Regions from separate parts of the Mus musculus genome. Here region 2 is linked to region 1. Evidence: chromatin contacts called from public Hi-C data. All regions are on one chromosome and are shown on one strand. Each heading gives the region's core, a stretch centred on a gene start, on an enhancer-like site or on the middle of the called end of the contact. The rest is flanking DNA. Distances are from core to core; before and after follow the strand shown. Region 1 has its middle 12 kb from the start of Gm32319. Region 2 overlaps Cpm (carboxypeptidase M).

Region 1 (5,270 bases), core at 714-3,213:
TGTAACACCCAAAATTTGCCACTTTGGCTTAACAATTATTTTGTACTAAAAAGCCAGGCGGGGCTACATAGTAAGATCTTGTGTCGAAAAGAAAGAACAGAAATTCAAAAGTGGCAAGTATGGCGGATTAGTGTGGCAGATTAGCCTGGCTCCTGGACGGCCTGGCTCCGGCGTTTTGCAGTGCGAGCCCTTGAGAGGATGTGAGTCTCGGGACACCGGCACCCTGCCTGCTGCCTTTGCATCCCGTCCTGTGCGGACCACCATGGACGTGCAGGCGCAGAGGCCACCTTTGTTGGAAGTGAAGAGGAATGTAGAGCTGAAGACAAGCCTGGTCAAGTTCTCCTCCCGAGTGCCCCGTCAGCAAGCAGGCTCAAGAGAGGTCCTGACCAGATGGAGGATGCCTTGGAGCCCGTAAAGAAACGGACACGAGGCATGGGTGCAGTGACCAAAGTTGACATATCCCGTCCCAGAGGACCACTCTTCAGCACAGTGTCACAGACCCAGGGCCACACTGCAGCTCAGAAAGGCCCTAAGAAGGCAGGACCTCGTGGGTGCTCTACTGTTGGTACAGTGCTGAGGAACCAGAAGCCAGCTCCCACTGTTCCTGCCCAGAAGCCTGGCACATCCACTGCTCCTGTAGTGGTAAGGAAGAGACCTGGCAAACGCCCTTGCCTGGGACCTGAAGGGCCAGTTGTTTGACCTCAGTGAAGAGTTGAAACGCTATCGGGAGAAGACTCAAACGCTGGAACGGGAGAACCGGGGGCTTCGGAAACATCTCAGAGAGGTCCAGGAGCAGGCCACGACCCTGGGGACAGAGCAGAGCACCCTGGAAGGGGAGCTGGCCAATGTACGCACCCGAGCTGAGCAGGACCAGCAGAGACTGGAGATGCTGAGTGCCTGTGTCTTGGAGCTGGAGGAATATCTGGGTACCACGGAAAGGTTGGTTCAGGAGCTTCAGAGAGAGCGGCTGCAATTGAAGGAGGAGTGGAGCACATTGAGCATCCAACTGGAGGAGCAGGAGAGGAGGTTTCAGGTCGCAGAAGCAGCTCTGTCAAGCAGCCAAGAAGAGGTGGTGTGTCTTTGGCAGAAGACTGAAGCCCAGGTGACCTTACTGGCTAAGCAAGGAGACCAGCTCTATGGGTTAGAGATGGAACGGGACGACTCCACAACCAGCTGCAGGAACTGAAGGGCAATATCTGGGTGTTCTGCCACGTGCGCCCTGTCCTCGCAGGGGAATCCACTCCATCTCCTGGCTTCCTCGTGTTTCTTCCTGGCCCTGCTGGACCCTCTGATCCCCCGACTCGCCTTAGCCTCTCACTGTCGGCGCTCCACCCTGACTGGGGCCCCGGCACCCACTACCCGCCATGATTTCTCCTTTGATCGGGTGTTCCCTCCAGGAAGCAAGCAGGAGGAAGTGTTTGAGGGGATCGCCATGCTTGTCCAGTCAGCACTGGATGGCTACCCTGTGTGCATTTTTGCCTATGGACAGACAGGCAGTGGCAAGACCTTCACTATGGAAGGTGAACCTAGGGGAGACCCCCAATTGGAAGGGCTGATCCCTCAGGCCATGCGGCATCTGTTCTCTGTGGTCCAAAAGATGAGTGGCCAGGGCTGGACATACAGTTTTGTGGCGAGTTATATAGAGATCTACAATGAGACCGTTTGAGACCTGCTAGCTACTGGGACCCACAAGGGACAAGGGAGCGAGTGTGAGATTTGTCGGGCAAGCCCAGGGAGTGAGGCGCTAACTGTCACCAATGCATGATATGTGAGAAAGAGGTGGAGGCTCTGCTCCATTTGGCTCATCAGAAGCGGGCTGTGTCCCGCACTGCCCAGAATAAGAGATCATCACGCAGTCATAGTGTGTTCCACCTGCAGATTTTTGAAAAGCATGCAGTTCAGGGCCTGCAGTGTGGCGCTTGGTGGTGGCTGGTGACTGACAGCTGTGTCACATTCTTTCTGCTTCTTTGCCTCTCTTGAAATAGACTTGCCTTTCAGTCTTGACTTCCTCTCCTTCTAGTTCTGCCCTGGTGCTTCCGTTTTACTTGTTTATCTGGCCATAAGGAGATGGAGAGAGCAGAGCCATAGGGGAGGAGAATGGGCCGGGGATGGGCAAAATCACAAATGGGACTTGGAAGAGGAAAGGAGTCTGGCAGGGAGGCTACAAAGAGTAGATTAGTGGGGAGCAGGGTCGGTAGGGAAGAGGGAGAGCCACAGAAACATACTTCCTCAAAATAGCCTACTAGTGTCTCACATTCGCTAATTTGAAACAATGAAAACATTTTAAAATGTTTAGTTACTAATTAGTCTACTTTTCCACTGGAGAGTGAAGAAGCTGAATCTGTAGCAGACCCTGGAACTGTGCCAGTTATGTGGCCCCCAGGTGTCTGTGGGGACCCCAGGCATCGACAGAACGAGCAGCACTGAAATGCTTGTATGGCTTAGTACAGATCTATAAATATTTGGGGCTGATACTTCGAAGTGATTCTGAAGTCCCTGCCTGAAAGACTCTGAGTTTAAGTTAGACAACATCATCAGGGGAAACCCTTACATGAAGACGCTGTCTTTACATGTCTATCTGCTAAGACAATTTCTTCACGTTTGCTTACACTTGGACCCTGTCTTCACATCCTCTCTTCTCTCAATTCTGTGAAAAGCTTGGTTTCCTCCTTCGATTGTTCGGACAATCAGCCTGAGTAACTAGAAGTGGGTTGTTCTTTTTGCCTGCTCGTCACACAGCAACAGGCAGATTCACAATGGTTTGTCATCCCTGAAGAAGCCATATTTTAAGATTTTGAAATAAGGACATAGGCCAGGCCAGCTTCTGGCCTATAACCAGTACAGTTAAATGAGTCCCAGGCTTACACACTACCATGCTTGGTTCAATATTCCACCGGTGCCACCCTGCAATGATTAATTTTTATACAAGGAACCCACCTTTTGCCACTCCCTACTGATAACAACACCATTATGCAGACTAGCTAACGTGAAGAAAAGATGTTCATTTTAACCTCACAGTTTCAGACAGTGATAGTTGAGAGGACCACAATTGGCCTTCTTATGTGTGTGTGTGTGGTACCTCAAGGTGGTACCAGCCCTGACCAGGCTAAGTCTGCTATGAAAAAAAAGTCACATAACTAGATTGATCCACCCAAGGGAACAGAGCACCAACCTCTTCCAATATCTCAACATGGAGAGCAAATATCAACGAGTTTAGAAGACAAATTATAAGCACAGTGTTGCAGGGTCTCCCGTCTTCATTTCCTGCTTGGCCCTGTAAAGCATCCATCTGGTGTGGTGCCTGGGTCACTGGTTTCACGGTGCAAGGCTCTCTGTTCTGCAAGGAGAGGAGTCATACAGATAAAGAGGGACCATTTACGTTTTGGCATAGCATCACAAAAACCAAACGAACACCATCACCCACCATTTAAAGAGGAGCGACACACACACACACACACACACACACACACTTTCCAAAATAAATCTCCAAAGATGGTATAAGCGTCTCATAAATATTTACAGGGATTCATAGCTGAACATCAGTCCCTCCCTTTCTCTGGATCCTTTATTTAGGGCCATCCAACATCGACATCTGACAGAAGAAAATCTGTGAAGCTAATACAGAGAGAACCAAGAGTGCCAAAAATAAATGTCTCCATCCTGAGCCGAAGAATGCGTTGCTTGTGTGCTCATGGGTTATAGGAAATGTGGGTCTTATTTACCCAGTTTTGCAAAGCCAACACCTATCAGAAACACGCATTCTTATTTTTGGGGATGTAGACTGGGTCTCAGAGCAGTACAATGCCCGTTCATGGAAACGAACAAAGAACACATTTGTGTCTTTATCTGAGATGGCTTGCCAGAACCCATTCCAAAGGAGCAGAGTAACCTTTGCTCTTACAGTTGTATATTTTACTGAATTTCATAAACCCAGAGCTGAGCAGCTTTTTGCATGTAGGGAAATAACCTGATATCTGGAAAGCGAGGATACAGCAGAGCTGAAACGTTGGTGCCTCGTCCATTACCCATCGTTGATCTCACTGAAGCCACAATGGAGTCCATCTTCTTGGGTTCTCAGAGCCCAGGTTTGAGCTTCACTTCCCCACCCAGGCACTGGCGAAAACACTAGCACAGGATGCGACTCATCAACTCTTTCTTCATCCCAAGGTATCTCACACAATAGTGATATTTCAACACAGCGGCCAGTGGGTGAATATGATGCACACGTTGGGTGTCACTCTCTAGTGCTCTTCTGTCTTTAGGTATCTATTATCTTAGACATCTATCTAGTACTCTATTATATTGTTTCATTTCAGACAAGGTCCCTTACTGGACCTAGAACTCACTGAGGAGTTTCAGTGGCTGGCCAAGAAGCTCCAGGGTCCTCCCATCTCTGGCCCATCCACACCAGGTTTATAGATGTGTGCTACACGACCTGGCTTATTTATGTGCATGCCAGGGAACCAAACTGAGGTCCCCGTGCATGTGTGGCAAGCACTATCCTAAGCATTGCATGGCAGTTCCCTACTCCCCCTCGGTGTGGAAGGAGCAGCTCAGGGACCCCAGGAAGCAAACAAAAGGCCATACATCTGGGAGAAGAAAGAGTGGGAAGATTCTTGAGGGCCCTTCCCTGGCAATATGGAAGGGAGTAACCTGAGGCAGTACAACATAGAAGAAAACTCTCACTCCTGGGAACGTTTAAACCAAGAGCAAGCCAGTTCTACGGAGACCAGGGCCTCAGGTCGTCCACACGGGCACAGAGTTCTTCAGAACCAAGGAGCACCCCCACCCAATGGGGATTTCAGTTCATTCCAGAACCAGGGCACCAGGTTTTACTGTATCCCAGGAAATGGCCGCCCAATGGGGTAACCTGTGGGTGATTAGAAACTGGAAGACTCAAGTAAGGAATGTTTGAAAAGCTGTACACTAAATCCCTGCTAGACCCCAAAAGCTTTATGGATCATTCAGATGACAACGCATCCATACGGACCCACAGTGCTGGATAGTTTAAAGTCAACTTGACACAAGCTAAAGCAATTGAGAAAATGCCTCCATTTAAGAGCTGACTGTAGGCAAGTCTGTAGGGCATTTGTTTAATTAGTGATTGATGGGGAAGAACCCCGCCCATTGTGGGTGGGGCCATCCCTGGATTGGTGGTTTCTATTAGAAGCCGTGGGGAACAAGCCAGTAAGCAGCACCCTTCCATGGCCTCTGCATCAGCTGCCACACCCCGGTTCCTGCCCAGAGAGAGTTCCTTTTTTGACTACCTT
Region 2 (5,270 bases), core at 1,628-4,127, 80 kb after region 1:
ATTTTGCAGATGAGGTAAATAAGCAGAGACCACAATTGATGGTGTTCAGGCAGGGAGCCCAGCTAGACGCAGAGGCACCAGAAAATTCCTTCTGCCCTTCCAGATCCATTCCCGCTCACCTCAGGTCTCTAGCTCCTCCATCTTCATCACTACAAAGGGCCTTCTGTTCCCTGGCACTACTGTCCTTCATGGTCATCCATAAATTGCCAAGACAGAAATCCAGATGTGTGGAAATTCCCAAATTGCTACAAGTTATTCGCAAGTGTGCATGTGCACAAAAATGGATTCAGAGAGAAATTCAAATTCATAGGGTTAAAAGAAAGAAAAGAAAAAATCTTTTTTAAAATATTTATGGGCTGGCAAGATGGCTCAGTGGGTAAGAGCACTGACTGTTCTTCTGAAGGTATTGAGTTCAAATCCCAGCAACCACATGGTGGCTCACAACCACCCGTAGTAATGAGATCTGATGGCCTCTTCTGGTGTGTCTGAAGTCAGCTACGGTGTACTTATGTATAATAATAAATAAATCTTAAAAAAAAGATTTATTTATGTCGGGCAGTGGTGACACATGCCTTTAATCCCAGCACTTGAGAGGCAGAGGCAGGTGGATTTCAGGACAGCCAGGGTGACACAGAAAGGAAGGAAGGAAGAAAGAGAGAGAGAGAGAGAGAGAGAGGGAGGGAGGGAGGGAGGGAGGGAGGGAGGAAGGAAGGAAGGAAGGAAGGAAGGAAGGAAGGAAGGAAGGAAGATTTATTTAACGTATGTGAATATCCTATAGCTGTCTTCAGACACACCAGAAGAGGGCATCAGATCTCATTACAGATGGCTGTGAGCCACCATGTGGTTGCTGGGAATTGAACTCAGGACCTCTGCAAGAGCAGTCAGTGCTCTTAACTGCTGAACTCTTTCTCTCTAGTCCAGAAAAAAAAAACAAACAAACAAACAAAAAAAAAACAACTTTGTCACAAGAATCTAGGTCTATAGAGATTGCTTAACATTTTGACATTTTCTTTGTGGATTTTGGTTTTATATATATATATATATATATATATATATATATATATATATATATATGAGTATTTTTGCCTTCATGTATGTCTGCAAACCACATGTGCCACAGCAGCCAGAAGAGGGAGTCAGCACCCCTGGAGCTGGAGTTACAGTGTGTTGTGAGCTGTGGGTGCTAGGAACCAAACCTGGGTCCTCTGTAACTGCAGACAGTGCTCTTACGCCCTGAGCCATCTCTCTATCCCTTGAGCATTTTGTTTAACTTAAACTTTTCCAGTGCCTGTTAGAGCACATGTGTTCTCTGGGGTGGGTACTGTACTGGTTACTGGTTTGATTGCTGGGACAAAGTGCCTGACAGAGCATCATTTACCTTACACTTGCATGATTGGTAGAAACAGGGGAAACAGAGGTCACTGGGAGACCAGGGACAGATGCCACCTGCTAGCCCTATCACTGTGGCCCTGCCTCTGCCAGGAGCAGCCAAGGACTGAGTGCCCAGACACATGATCCTATGGAAGGGCATTTCACATTCAAACCAGATCAGATACTGTGTGTAATAAGGTGTAATCTACTTCCTTCAAAGTTACTATAGGGCTGATGGTGTGGCTTGGTGGTGGACCACTGAACTGGTATAATGAGATTCTGGCTAGAGCTCAGTATATATTACAGAAAGAGAAGAGGAGTGGGGGGGGGGGGGACTTCATTTCATCAAATCTAAGCTGTCATTCGTATAAAATATAACATACCACCAGGAAATAAAATCCTCTCTGTTAAATACACATTTTTCAGACATGAAATTTTAAGACACATAAATCCAGAGATGTCATATACGAAATTTCATGCCCTGTAAAATACACAGTAACTATAACCCTTTGAATTTAGGGTCTCCTAATGTCAAAGAATTATAAAGCACACAAGAGCAGTGACAGCTGGAAGCCACACGCACCTGTGTCTGAGCCTTCCTAAAGTCAGTAGCATCTTCTCTGAGTCTCAGAGACATCTTGTCATAAAGAAGACCAAAGCCACAAGGCTGCACCCTGCTCTCTGCCACCCATGGGCAGGAGTCCCTGGACCTGCTGCCCTCAAGGACTGTTCAGACAGATTCCATGAGATGGCATAAAGATCTTAGGAAAGAATCTAAAAAAACAACCCCTGAAAACTCAGTAATATAAACATTATTATTATTCCTCTAAAACCAGTGTCTCTGATTTTAGTTTAATTAATTTTATAGTTTACAGAAATATTTTTAAAGATCTGCTTTTTTCGTTTTGTTTTTTGTGTATGCGTGTATGTTTGTGTGAGTCTATGCCACATGTGTGCAGGAGACCAAAAGAAAGGGGTCAAATCCCCTGGCCTGGAGCCACCTGATGCGGGTACTGGGCACCGAACTCAAGTTTGCTGGGAAAGTACCAGTATCCGTCTTTCCAGCCCTACAGAAATACTTTAAAAAACAATCATATTCTGCTGTCTTTCCCAGCCTGTTTATCCCACTACCTTTTTGCAGTAGAGTCAATAAACTAAATTTTCCTTTTTGCAATATTTTTAACTTAAAATGTCTTTGAGAACATGAGTGCCCCATTTACACCGTGTCCTGTCCTCCTCTGAACCTCTTCTTAAAAACAGCCTGTACCCACATAAAATGTAGCCTCTACCCTCTAACCACGCCCCTACTCCTTTCTAGTTAGAATGCAATTTAAGGGGGAGGGGTGCTCTTGAAATGTAGGATTTTAAGGGAGGGGGAAATCATTTCCCATCTCTGACTTAATTTTGGTGCATAACTGAGTTTCAGTCAGCTGCACCCCAGCTACCTCACGGGACCCCGTGTCTGTCTGATCACGTGATGAGTTGTGAAGCCCCACGTGACGGATGTGTTAATTCACAGCCAATGCCTCTTTTTCTCATTCGCTCGTCTCCCGGGCACGTGATACTTGGCTCCCTTCCACCACTGGTCCTTAACAAAAATGAGATGTGCTTGCTTTGCAGGGGGAATGCAAGATTACAACTACATCTGGGCCCAGTGCTTTGAAATTACCCTGGAGCTGTCGTGCTGTAAATATCCTCGCGAGGAGAAGCTGCCGCTCTTTTGGAACGATAACAAAGCCTCTTTGATCGAATATATAAAACAGGTGCACCTAGGTTTGTGTCCTATATCTTCTTGTTAACACTCACAGCGTGGGTAGAACCTTTGCGTCGAGCATATACAAAACCTCCTCCGGGGACTTGGGGCTGGACCTGGTTTTCTATGCCAGGACTAAGGGTTTGAATTCTCAACGTGTTATCTACAGTGTGTGAGAGATGCTAGGCTTAGCTGTTCGTTCGTAAGAGAGGATGAGTCACTTGTTTTGAGGGCGTAAAAGCCCAGAGTTCCCCCAATTTTACATATGGAATGATATGCAAATCTGGCAAAAAGATCAGGAAAACCGGATGTACTCTTGCAACATCTTCAATCAGAAGCCTAGTTGTAGCCCGCTGCGTGGCTCTGCAGGTAAATGCGCCTGCGCCAAGCCTGGTGCCCTCCGTTCATCCTGGGAGCCCACAGGGTGGAAGGAGAGACCTGACTACTGTCCTCTGACCTCCAAACTCTTATGCCATAGAGCACGGGGGCCTCCCCAAGACAATAAATATGTAAATAAGCAAATGTAAAAATTTGAAAATAAAACCGAGTGCTGCCGGCACCTTTATAACATTACAAACATATCATTGGCTCCCTCCACCTTACGTAATCACCGTGCTGGGTCCTTGGTTGTTATTCTGACATTTCAGTTTCCGCTGGCCTTTTCCCGTGAGTCCTGGAATAACTGAACCATCATCCATTAAGGCTCTCCCGATACTGATTCTTTAGTAAGTCACTCTGAATTCTTTTGTGAAGTCACCCTTCGTCACTATCATCAAGGAGGTGTAACAAGACATGAATATGTCTCTGCCCCTCGCTGCCCTCTCTGTCGCCTTTTAATCTAGCCATCGGGATGATGGGATGATCCACAGAGCGCTGAATCAGGGCCAGCTTCGCATGCCATGTTTAATACGGTATTAGTGTGCAGAAGCTGTGCAGCCCGATAAATAATAAGTAATAAATAATAGCATAAGCATCGTTGGCAATGGTATATTGAGTTTATGAGTCCATTTAATTAGGCCGTATCAAGAATATTTTTCCACCCGCCTGTCCCTGTAATCTGCTGAGAACTCAGATAACAGTAGGTTTATTAGCACGTCAATCCTGCCCCCTTGTGGTTTAAGACAGGAATATTTTTTTCTGACTTTAAAAAAAAAAAAAGAAACTATTTCAAAATACTGATGTGGTTGTTGCTACTTATTAGAAAGTCTTGCTCCACATTAGTGCCCTGCCTGCTGTCAGAGAGAACTGTCTCTGTAGGTGATGATGTCAGAGAGAACTGTCTCTGTAGGTGATGATGTCAGAGAGAACTGTCTGTAGGTGATGATGTCAGAGAGAACTGTCTCTGTAGGTGATGATGTCAGAGAGAACTGTCTCTGTAGGTGATGATGTCAGAGAGAACTGTCTCTGTAGGTGATGATGTCAGAGAGAACTGTCTGTAGGTGATGATGTTAGAGAGAACTGTCTGTAGGTGATGATGTCAGAGAGAACTGTCTGTAGGTGATGAGGGCAAATGCTCCTATATAGACACTCCCTGGTCTCTGCCACGCTGTTCATTCATTGAAAGAGTTCACCAAGTGCTAGGAAGTTTGTGTGTCTAAGATGGTGACTCATCTGAAAGGCTCAGACCTGCCCTCTGTGGGAAAGAGAAACCTCTGATGTAGCACGCGGGCCTTTCTTTGCCTGAAGGACAGAAGCCGGTGTAGGCGTCAAGCTCTTAGGCTGGTGTCCTGTTTTGAAAGCTCACAAAAGTGTTAAACGTCAGTATGATCGGAAGTTGGAGTAAGAGTTCTGCCCTGCTGCACGCCAGCCTGCTCTATGGCTCCGGAGGGGCTACTGGGACTCACAGAAGAATTCAGTCTAAACTTGGGCTCTGTAGTATTATGGGCTGTGTTAGAGGATGTTCTCAGTGTGCGTTGGAAAGAGGATCTTTAGATTCTGAGGCCCAGGTAGCTTGTCTCATCTCTAGGAAGCAAAGCACAAAGGTTTCAGTGCCGCCCCTGCTTTCCCCGCTCTCTAAGGCGGATCTCAGCCTTGAGGCTGAGGGCTCACCACCCTCAGATACCTAAGCAAACTGGCCTAAGAAACTGGGTGGGAAGCCAGGCAGGGGTGGCTCATGTCTTTAATCCCAGCACTTGGGAGACAGAGG

Evidence for each region. Hi-C and Micro-C count contacts between places; a contact is called where the count stands out from the background.
Region 2: a Hi-C map of centrocytes shows a contact between it and region 1, with 2.1 times the contacts expected there. The contact joins two enhancer-like sites. A contact is called at or near these places in 11 of 39 promoter capture datasets (the HPC-7 cell line, cranial neural crest, embryonic stem cells and 7 more), 2 of 15 datasets of contacts at CTCF or cohesin (large pre-B cells and pro-B cells), 5 of 484 Hi-C or Micro-C datasets (bone marrow-derived macrophages, centrocytes, cerebral cortex and 2 more), 2 of 115 datasets of contacts at active chromatin or transcription factors (embryonic stem cells and intestinal crypt epithelium) and 3 of 9 other capture datasets (adipose tissue, embryonic stem cells and pancreatic islet).

What each region holds. Positions count from the first base shown.
Region 1 is chr10:117,593,963-117,599,232 of GRCm38.p6, forward strand. It overlaps the pseudogene Kifc5c-ps. Among named protein-coding and RNA genes, the nearest start is that of Gm32319, 12 kb to the right of the region's middle. Within about 2 kb of position 1,964, at least 33 of the 459 cell types and tissues checked have an H3K27ac peak or open chromatin away from gene starts, as enhancers often do. A contact at or near this core is called in centrocytes, where this site is marked.
Region 2 is chr10:117,672,949-117,678,218 of GRCm38.p6, forward strand. It overlaps Cpm (carboxypeptidase M), which reads left to right. Exons shown (of 9, transcript NM_027468.1): 7 at 2,992-3,144. Among named protein-coding and RNA genes, the nearest start is that of Gm25709, 13 kb to the left of the region's middle. Within about 2 kb of position 2,878, at least 87 of the 459 cell types and tissues checked have an H3K27ac peak or open chromatin away from gene starts, as enhancers often do. A contact at or near this core is called in centrocytes, where this site is marked.